Linked DNA regions of Ovis aries: regions 1 and 3 are each linked to region 2. Evidence: chromatin contacts called from public Hi-C data. All regions are on one chromosome and are shown on one strand. The core of a region is the stretch at or near the end of the contact, and the rest is flanking DNA. Distances in the headings are between cores, read along the strand shown.

Region 1 (3,680 bases), core at 453-2,952, 490 kb before region 2:
AAGCATAGTCCTTGTCTTCAGGGGTCTTACTTAGCATTAATTGTAGAATGGCAAACACATTCATGCAACTGGAGGTATAAACACCAGTATATTGAGAGTTCAGCAAACTTGGTGGATCAAAATGCTATGAGGAAGGCATAACTCACAGGGGGATTTCACCCTTCCAGTCTTATAGAGACTGATGGCATAATTAGAATGCTTTGAGTTTTCATTTCCTCTGTTCTCCCCTTCCCCCTCCTCGTTTATTAGCCATAACTAACTGCCGGAGACTCTACTGACCATGGAGATAACAAAGTTTAATGAAGCAGTATGAATCTATTCGACTTTCCTTCTTAAGAGTCATCATCTGATTTTTCTTGCAAACCACATTCACAGTCCTCTTCCTGTGAGCTTTCCGTGAATAGGTCAAGAGAGACAGCTTTCCTGTGAACCAGTCCTAGCCTGGCATGTCACACCCACTGTGAACTCTATCCTCATGTCCCACCAGGTACTAGGTATCTGCACATTGTACAGGCTTTCCTTTGTATTGGTTAGTTGTTCAGTTAGTTATGTTTTATATAACTCTGTTCAATTCTAACTATCTGTCTCAGGTAATTTGCTCCCAGAGGCAGAATAACATTACTTCATTCAGCTTTTAGTACAGTACTGTGTGCTTGTAGTTCAGTTTTGTTTTTTATAGTAATGCTTTTCCGAGTTAGATTATTTTGTTCTTTCCTCTGGGACTTTGGTGAATTACTATGTAAGATTATGGGAACTGAATCATGTTAGTTGATATTTAAACTGAAGCTTGGGCAAGTTTAAACGTAATCTCCATTTCTGCATTGGTAGGACAAAAAACCAGAAGAATGGGAAGTTGGTTAAAGAACGAATAGTGACAGCTAGAAAGATTAATGGAAGATCTGAATAATCTACCCCAACCTTCTAATGAGTCACCACCCTTAGTATATGTTTATAGAAGGCTGCATGATGCACGTAAAAGGTCAAAGCAGCCCTCAGTTTGAACTTGGGATCTGCCTCTTACTGGCTGTGTGAGTCTGGACTGGTAGATTAACCACTTTAATCATACCTACCTTGCAAGATTATTTTGAAAATGGAATACTGTAATATTCTTCCCTGATGTAGTTCACTGTTGGAAGAGTTTCTTTCTTTGAAGTTTGCTCTCTATCCTAAAACTTGGGACTTCATTGTTCTTACAGTGTACTTTAGTGTTGGAAGGTATTTCTTTGAACCTGTTTCATTTTGATGGCACACCTTTTTCCTAGTGTTGTGACTTTTCCAGTCATCTATAAGTTGAGAGTGAATACAGGTACTTTAAGGTTATATGTGTACAGGAGGAAGAATCTGTTTTCAAACTGAATTACTATAATCTATTATATATAATCTATAATCTATTATTTATAGATATTATTTATAGTAATCTATTACTATAATCTATTATTTATATATATTTCCTATACAGGATAAAAGGTTTAAGCCCCTCCTTCCAATTTATGCTCTCAAAAAGAAACCATACCATGCTACTTTTAACTTAAAATAATACTCTTCTAGTTGGGAATGTGGTGTGTGTGCGCGTGCGTTTGTTTGTGTGTCTTTGTGATTTGCGAGTGTAAGCCTGTGTTTTCTAAAAAGGATCATCTTATGTAACAGACTTTGTTTCAGTGCTCAGCCTCTAGATGGCAGTGTTGTATACGTATTATAACTGTTAGCTGGTCCAGTGGAAAATTAGCTGTCCTTTCTACACTGACATTTAGTAGTCAGTGGTGTGTGTGTGACGTGTGTTTCTGTAGAAGAAGCCATCATGTGAATATTACCTCTTAAAGGAAAGGCATTCTAAATGACTCATTCTTTCCCTAGAAATTCCTTCTTTCCCACCTTTCTATGATGGATCACTTCATACCCACTTTGCTGCAGAAGCAAGCATGCTCAGTTAGTGCAGCCTCTGTTTAAACATTGCATTTTACCTTACTTTCTGAATTCATGTGTCAGGCTCTTTGCTTCAGGGACGGCTTATTCGAGGCTGGTGATAAAAACAGATGAGTGATTGGGACTGTCCAGTGTATGCTGAGAACCAGGCATTTCTGCCTTTCCCTTTTGGTGCAGTCTGCCTTTATCTTCTGCAGCAGATGAATCCATTTTTCCTGGTTTCAAACTTCCCCTCCCCTCCCCTTCTCACCCCTTGTTTGAAATAATATTTGATTTTGCCTTCCTGCTGGTTGGTTACAGTGCTGGTCTCAATGCCGTTGACATTTCGGGGAGGAAATGGCTTTTTCCTTCCTCAGAGGGTGTTCTCCTCCTCTGACTTCCATGATTTGGGTGGGGGTAGAGTGGGGAGAAATATTGTACTTTCTGAATTGCTCCTTGACTGTTCCATAAAATAAGCTAGTTTAGAAGTTCTTAGAATCTTTAGACGTCTTGTATTTTTTAAATTGCTGGGTTTTTTTTTAAATTTTCTTTTCCTTTTTAAAAAGTTAAATGAGAGAGTATTTGCTGTTTGATTCTGGTTTAAGTAAGAGTGGGATGTGCTGGTTAATGAACTGTGGTGTGAAACAAGGCAACCGTACTTATTTTATTTCTATTACTTAATCCTGTTTCTGTTCTTTAGTCTACATGGTGAAATTTGGAGTTTTATTGATTGAATATACCATTTTATTTGCTAATTTCTAAGTATAAAATGAGTTTAGTTTTTAAAAATCAAAACCAAAATTTTGCTAGTATATGAATCTGAAGAAAGGAGATAATTCAGTATGTAAATTCCACTTACCTGCGTGTCTGTTCATCATGAGACAGAATACTAAGAAGGATTGATAAATGACCTAGAAGATTTTTAGAATTAGAATATTTTCTCATAGGTTGTTATCAAAATAACATTTGCATTCCCCCTGAGGGTTATTCGTCCTGGCAATGCTTTCTTCTGGTGGTGTGTGTTGAAATCTGCTTATTCTTCGGTCCTTGGTGCCTATGGCGTATAGCTGGTGCTCAGTCAGTATGTTTCATTAAAGACCATGTAACTTACTGCACCAAAGATGTCTTTGTCTGGGCTTCCTGATGTTTCATGACTTCATTCTCCTTTAAAGTAAAAATGTAAGGAAATTATATGAAGCGATTGGCAGTATTCCTCTTTAGACTGTTATCTTTGCTATGGTCCTGATTATTTTAGGACTTCTCCTCCCAGGAGCTCAGTGCTATAGGCTATAGTAGGTTATGATTCATTCACTCATTAGGATCATATCCTTTCTAAATAATTGATTAGAAGCCTGCTTCCGAAAATTTCTCAAGGGCTGTATGTGTATTTGTGTATGTGGGGGTGGGGGTGTGTGTAGAGGAAGTCCTTTCCTCCTTCTCCCGTTTCCTTTCTCCAGAGAGAGAGAGAGAAAGAAGTGCCTTCTCCCCCTTCCCTCCGTCCTCCTAAGGAAATGGTCACCTTGGATCCCGGGGCACAGATACTCCCTGCTTGGGGTGGGGGCAGTACAGTGTTGTGCTTAATGTATGGGCCTTGCTTTAGAGTCAGGCAGACGGGGTTTTCAAGTTGAGGCTTTGCTGTTGCCTACCAGTTGAAGATTGTGCAAGTCATTTCTGAGCCTCAATTTTTAAAAAGAAGTATGATGAAAGTACCTACTTCATTGAGAGGAACAAATCATAATGCTAGCCACATCCTTAGCCCAGTGCTTGGCCCATAATAA
Region 2 (3,324 bases), core at 646-3,145:
ACATAGCTGAGACTGAAGCTTAACAATGTTGGCCATTAGTTATATATGTGAGAACTTGCAGGAACATTTGAAGGTAAACTCAGCACCAATTTCTTTCTTAAAGAAACCAATCAGCAGACATAACTTATCTGCCCTGGGTCAGGAACTCTGTCCCACATCTAATACTCGGGTCAGGTAAACTGTCCACTGCACTGCTTTAGTAATCTCAGAACTGTTTCTTCAACAGGAAGGTTCACAGTTTGAAGAAAAGGGTTCATTGTCAGTACTTCTAATTTTCCCCAGGCTAACACTTCACAGATATACAAATACATTGTAATGTAAGAGCATATTTTAGGACAACTTAAAAATATGCACAATAAATGTTTCCACACATTATCCCCCTCTGAATTTACATCACTTTTACTAAATTTATCTGTTAATGAGCAATATTATTTTAAGTTTTTACATAAAATTTCCAATCACTGCCCAATGGGATACCAAATACCACTATTTTGGAAAAAGCAAACACAAAACTTGAAAGGGTTTTGTGTAGATACATCACGTAGTTTGTCTACCAAGCCTACTTTCAAAAGACCACTTAAACTTTTTCACATGAAAAAGCACTTGACTTGTGGTCGAATATGTTCAAATAAATGTTTAAATCTATCAGTGGATCTTAAACATACCATTTTCAAGAAACAGAAAGCGTTAATCTTACCTTGAATAGCCGTTAGAAAAAACAGATCGACCAGAGAAGTTCAAAGTCCCCAAGGAAGTCAAGCTGTCATCTCCAGACCCCTGGCATCTATTCCAATTTTCTGAACCAACAGGAATTGGTGGAATGACATTAAAAATAGGTTTCTGATCCTGCTGTTGAGAAAGGGATGCTGTGTTCATGTCGTAGTGGTACATCTGTCCCCCAGAGGTACTCACACCATGAACAGAAATGGCAGACATTTTATTGCCAATTATGTTGGCCCCAGGAAAGCTGGCCTGACAATAAACTGGGCCCAGTTTCTCCTGCTTAATTACCCCAGGGGTGCAGAGTTCGATAAAATCTTCTTTTTCTGTTTTCACTTGGGGCAGTGGCACACTGTTAGGACTTGGTAAGATCAAATCTCCATTATCTTTAATTTTAGGCTTAGCGTCCGGTAAAAGAAGAGGCTTACAGTCCTCATTCGAGCTTCCTTCCAGAAGGAATGAATCATCCTCTCCTGCCAAAGGAGAAAGCAAACAGTTTTCATCTATCAAGATGTCTGATCTCCAAGGACTGTCACTTGTCTCTTTACTTGGGGACTCAGAAGAAAACTCCAAATCCTGGAGCTTTTTCCTCCAAATGTCAAAGGTGCTTTGGTCTGTGGTATGCAACTTCATACTACCCCCGTTACTGCCCTTCTGGCCTTTCAAATTCTGCTGTTCTGAAGACACATCAGAGTGAGTTTTTGGAAACTCCTTCTCTGTGGGGGCAGCAGAGACAGCAGCGGATGCAGAATTCTTGGGCTTTTCTGGAACACTGGTTGACCTACTGAGGTTTGCGATGCTTTCTTCCAGAAGCCGAAAGTCTGTTTCCCCAGAGGAAAGGCTGATTTGGCCCTGCTGTGGGAATCCCAGGTCATTTCCCATCACTTTTGTCTCTGTCTCTCCCATGTACAGTCCCATTGACAGTGAAACTGCCTTGGACAGATCTGGCTGCTGCGCATTGCTTCCTGAGCCTTTTGGAAAATCAACCAGAAGTCTTTGCTGCTTGGAGTCTGACTGAGAAGCAGCAGCCAGTGAGGGAGAAGATGCAGAAACCTTCACAGTAGCTCCTCCCCTTAGGGTTTTATAGAAGTCCATCACATTTCCCCTCTCTCGACCAAGCACACTGCTGGGGATTTCTTCTCTACTGGGGGTGCTTAATGACTCCTTGGGGTCCATCAGTGAGTATCAGCTACAAGAAAGAAGGGGACATAATAAGCTACAAAATCACATTATCTCTGTGATCCGATTAGTAAGAGCCTGTTAAATGAACCTTTTAGTTAACACCGGATCTAATTCCTTGTCATCAAAAGAATAGATAGATTTTGTCTTCCAGAATACAAAAGCAGAGGCTCCTGCTCCCATTCAGTGCATCACATTTAAAAGTACAATGCAGTCCATTTGCACAGCTCTGAACAAAATTGTATCAAACTAAGCCTGGGTATTCATCCTGCCACTCACAAACTGGTAACTTTGTTAATCAGAGACATTATAATTCATGACATCTGATTATTCTAAAGTTCCAGCTGATGTCAAAGTATTTAATTTTAAAAAGAAGTATGATCATTTCTTTTCAACTAATCAAGGTTATCGGCTTTTCTGAGAACCAATAAACGTAAAATTTGATAAACTATGCTAGAATTGTTTCTAATTACTCCCCAATTCCCCTCCTACTGGCTGGTCACACATCCACACGGTTTAGTACAACCTACTGGTGAACCATGTATTTTATTTGAAAAATAAACAATGATGGTCTGCTCATTCTCCAACAAAGTAGGAAAAGGCTCTTATTTTAACCCGTATTTCCTACTGAATGTGCCTAATAGTGCCTGCCTTCAAATTTTGGATGTATGAAATGAAAGGCACTGGCTAATCAAAATTTAGATTTAAAAAAGTAGAATAGAATGTGTAGTAGCTTCACACTACAATTTTATCTTATTTAAATACTGTACAAGAACTATAGCTCTCTCAAACCCTTACAACACAACATAATCTAGATGAAACATGTTTTTAAACTGCTTAAGACCTCAGTATGAAATACTATTACAATCTCGAAATTAAATGTTTTCCTTTCTGAATATCTAAGTATTGAAAAAACAAAGAAAAAAAAAACACCCCAGACCTGTAAAATCACATTTATATAAATCGAAGTAAAATGCTCAGAACAATTTGCTCCGAATTCTAAAGCTTCACCTATTCTAATTCTGAGCCTTCTTTCAAGAGCGTTAGGTTGACAGGTTATTGACAATCAAGATGTTTTAAGAGGCAGGCAGAGTCTTTGATAAGCATTATTTGCGACATTATAGTCAAATCTCGTTCAAAGAAAGAAAACTTTTCCTGTACGGAGACTTTGAGGTGCTCAAACTTCACTGGTCCTCTCTAAAAGTGGAATGTGATGAAGGTAGACAGTGGTAGGTACCCGCCTCTAGAAACCTCAAGGGTAAACTGCTTTTCTCCCCGCCCCTCTGCTGTATTTATCTGATAAAGATCTCTAAACATAAGGTATCACAAGGAGCCTAATGAATTTCCAAGCCGCTTTGACAGCTGCCTTCAAACTCGAAACCAAAACAAAACTTCATAAAACGAAAAGATACCTCAAACGACTTT
Region 3 (3,501 bases), core at 359-2,858, 400 kb before region 2:
TTACTTTTATGTTTAACTGTTGTTTTAAAAAACATTGACAACTATTGCTCTGCAAGTTGACTTTAGATGGTCTCCTTTCCTTTAGTCCTTTAATTAGTTTCATTTGGTTAAATTGCGTGGCTAATGAGGTCGCTGTCGCTGTGTCCCTCAAACCACAGACCTGTGCTTAGCCTTTTATCCCATAGAGGATAAGTCTGAAGAGAAGGAAAGGGGAGGGGCATTGATGGTGATGAAAGACCATCTTTACAGAAAGCTCTATGGGCCATAGAATTTGTATTCTATCCTCCATGTTAAATGTTTTCTATCTATTGTCTTACTTAATTTTCACAATGACCCTAAGAGGTAGGGAATATTAATATCCCTCTTTTAGACTAGGTAAGACTGAGGTTTAGAGATGTGAAGTGACTGAACTCTATAGCTGGTAACTGGTAGAGCTGGACTTCGAACCTAAGCAGCATATGAGCATAAATCTGTCACCCCTGACAGTTGAAAAGAGCAAGCCCTAGTGATGGTAGGTCCATTGTGTCACAAGAGAGGAGCAACAAAAATTGTCTCTGATGGTGTAGAGCCAGCGTGGGCAATGTTTGGGAGTATGGGCAGGTAGTTCTGTTTTGTATTTCTCCATATGGACCTGTAAGAGGAACCACCTGGTGGGAGGGGCTTAGGTGGTCCAAGCTACTTGGAAGAGACCTGAGAATGACAAAGCTTAAATGTGAATTCACATGCAGCTGAGACAGGAACAGCAGTTGTAAGTGAATTTGTCCATGAACCTGTTTCTCCAGCACTTTCCTTTTGTGCAGATTTTGATCCAAAATGTGATATGGCCAAGTGTTAATGCAGCTGTGTGTCAGAGGGAAAAGTGAGATTGCTTTGTCTAATTCTTGCTTTACTTATGCCTTTAATTTATAAGTTAAAAAATTTCTGTGCTTTCTTGGTAAGGCCTGGATAATGGTGATAAAGGACAGCTGTGAAAAAATTCTGGGAACCGAAATAACGCTGTTCTCTTAATTCTCTAGGGACACGTAAATTGAATTGGCTCATCAGTGAACAGAACTGATTGCAAAATCACGTCTTAATGCAATAGGAGCATATGAAGGCTTTCCTCACCCTCCTTTGATTTAATTAAATTGTATTCCCGTTGTAGCTTCTGGGTGAGGTCTCACAGAACTGCAGTATCCTGTGATTTGTATCAAAGACCTACTTTCCTGTCTGGTGTTTATCTTCAGAATTGAGCCCTGAGGTTCAAAGAATATGAAGTTTTACTTCTGGGTTAGATGTCAGCTGGTCACATGGGTTAGTGGTAAATGCTTCAGGCTAGAATCAAAAGGCAATTCCCAATTTCATTTTCTGACTCATGGCAAATTCTTTATGCCAGTGACTCACCTTCCCTGGCTCCCCATGACATCTTATCACCTTTATCGTCATCATCATCATGTCTTAGGTATCACATGGTTAGTTATGAAGAGTTTGGGATTTGGAGACAGACTGTAGGAGTTCTGTCTGGATTCTGCCCAATTCCAGGTGCCTAACCTTGAGCAGATGACCTAACCTCTCTAATGCCTCAGTTTTCTCATCTATATGTCAGGAATAATTAGGTTGGTGTGAGGACTAAACAAGATAATGCATTTTAGAGTGCTCAGAGTGGTGTCTGACACGTGATAAGTCTTTTATCATCATCCTTTGTATTAAATCCATTATTGCTATTGTAATTATTTTATAATGAGTCTCAGGTGGACCCTCATAACATAAAGTAAATCTGTAGTTTGTATTCTCTAGAAGTGTACACTTGAAAAAAAATATTCAGCGGTATGGATATTTAACAAACCCTCATGTACAGGAAAAAGGCAATGACACCCCACTCTAGTACTCTTGCCTGGAAGAGCCCATGGACAGAGGAGCCTGGTGGGCTGCAGTCTATGGGGTTGCGAAGAGTCAGACACGACTGAGTGACTTCACTTTCACTTTTCACTTTCATACATTAGAGAAGGAAATGGCAGCCCGCTCCAGTGTTCTTGCCTGGAGAATCCCAGGGACAGGGGAGCCTGGTGGGCTGCCATCTATGGGGTCGCACGGAGTTGGACTGAAGCAACTTAGCAGCAGCAGCAGCAGCATGTACAGAGTTCAGCTGAAACTGGTGCATCCCTGAATGAAAGCACTATAGAAAGCCAGAGAACCGAAAGAGACTTGATTATGGGGCCAGGTTTTAGGCACTCTGGCTAAGCAGGGTGGATGGACTTTAGCTTCAGTTGGGTTGTTGTGTTTGTGTGTTGAGTGATTCATTCTTCCTTGGAGTCATAACTCAGGAATTGTTGAGTGACTCATGTCACCATGAATTGGTCCTGGAGAATTGAATTCTATCCTTTTAAGACATAGTCTCTTAAAGACTTACTTGAAACCATACAAACTCAGAGATAACAAATTGCCCTTGTCTCTGAACCTCAGTCTGGCATTAGTGGGCAACTATGAGATCTCACGGTTTTCCCAGAACAGACTGAGCATTTCTGAAGGGGTGAATTGCATGCCCTTTGCTTCTGCCAGAATGGAAGGTATTTATACACCAGAGACTACTAGTAGAGCTTGGTAGTTGTGTGCATTTGCCACTACCTAGAAAAGTAAAGGACAATTGGAACTTTGCTGCAGCAGCAAGATAGACCAGTATGCCACCTTCCAGCTCTCTGTCCTTGGATAAACTATGTAACCTCTCTGGCCTCCAGTTCCACATCCATAAGATGCAAACAACACTAGTGGCTAATTCACAAGGTGGTTAAAAAGATTTGATAATGTCATGCATGGCACTTGGTGAGTGCCAGTGAACAAAGCCATTTCCACTTAGCACTGTTCCCATACCACCATCCAGCCTGTGTGATGATGAGGCTGCTTCCTTACCCGGGCCTTCCTTGTTGGGCCATGTAGTCATACCGTTCTGGCAGGCATGGTTTGTTAGCTTCATTTCAAACTCATTCTCTTTGGCTCATTTACTCAAACCAGACAGAGATTAATGGCCTGCCCTCAGAGTACCGGGCGGCACATGTTCCTGGCACCTTTGGCTCATTGATCACGCCTCTGCAGTTTGGGGAATACCTCAGTGTTCTAGGCAGGGGCCTCCTGAGCTCTAGGAGACATTTAAAGGAAAGTAATTTGGTGCAAATTCACCTCCTAATTAAGGAGGGCTGAAAGCCCTGTTTTGTTTTGTTTTGCTATTCCTTCTGGATTTTGCCAGTTAGAAACAGGAGCAGGATTCTCTGGAATAGAATGTGTGAATTTATTGGGAGGAATGAAGTGAGCAGGGATGGCCGGAAAAAGTACTTGCCCGAGTGTGGTGTCTTCCCCTGTGTCTGCCTTAGCTACCTGTCCAGTTGCAGTGCATGCCATTGACTGTGGGTCACTGGTCTGACCTGTACCCATTTGGCTCTGCAGGATTGTGTTTCTGCTTCCCTCTTTGCCCCATTCTTATCTCCTCTGGTCTGAGGCCTTTTCATTCATCAGACAGCGGTGCTTGAA

The links. A called contact is a pair of places that touch in the nucleus more often than the background predicts.
Region 1: a contact with region 2 is called in a Hi-C map of muscle, with 7 times the contacts expected there. The contact joins the enhancer-like site here to the promoter of NR3C1 in region 2. A contact is called at or near these places in 8 of 16 Hi-C or Micro-C datasets (blood, muscle, omental adipose tissue and 3 more).
Region 3: a contact with region 2 is called in a Hi-C map of muscle, with 8 times the contacts expected there. The contact joins the enhancer-like site here to the promoter of NR3C1 in region 2. A contact is called at or near these places in 4 of 16 Hi-C or Micro-C datasets (hypothalamus, muscle, omental adipose tissue and 1 more).

Annotation. Positions count from the first base shown.
Region 1 is chr5:51,631,044-51,634,723 of ARS-UI_Ramb_v3.0, forward strand. The region is part of intron 10 of ARHGAP26 (Rho GTPase activating protein 26); the gene reads left to right. Among named protein-coding and RNA genes, the nearest start is that of ARHGAP26, 170 kb to the left of the region's middle. Within about 2 kb of position 1,703, at least 9 of the 54 cell types and tissues checked have an H3K27ac peak or open chromatin away from gene starts, as enhancers often do.
Region 2 is chr5:52,116,338-52,119,661 of ARS-UI_Ramb_v3.0, forward strand. NR3C1 (nuclear receptor subfamily 3 group C member 1) reads right to left here and starts at 1,896. Exons shown (of 8, transcript NM_001114186.1): 1 at 698-1,896. The coding sequence starts at 1,896.
Region 3 is chr5:51,711,708-51,715,208 of ARS-UI_Ramb_v3.0, forward strand. All of the region lies in intron 11 of ARHGAP26 (Rho GTPase activating protein 26), which reads left to right. Among named protein-coding and RNA genes, the nearest start is that of ARHGAP26, 250 kb to the left of the region's middle. Within about 2 kb of position 1,609, at least 6 of the 54 cell types and tissues checked have an H3K27ac peak or open chromatin away from gene starts, as enhancers often do.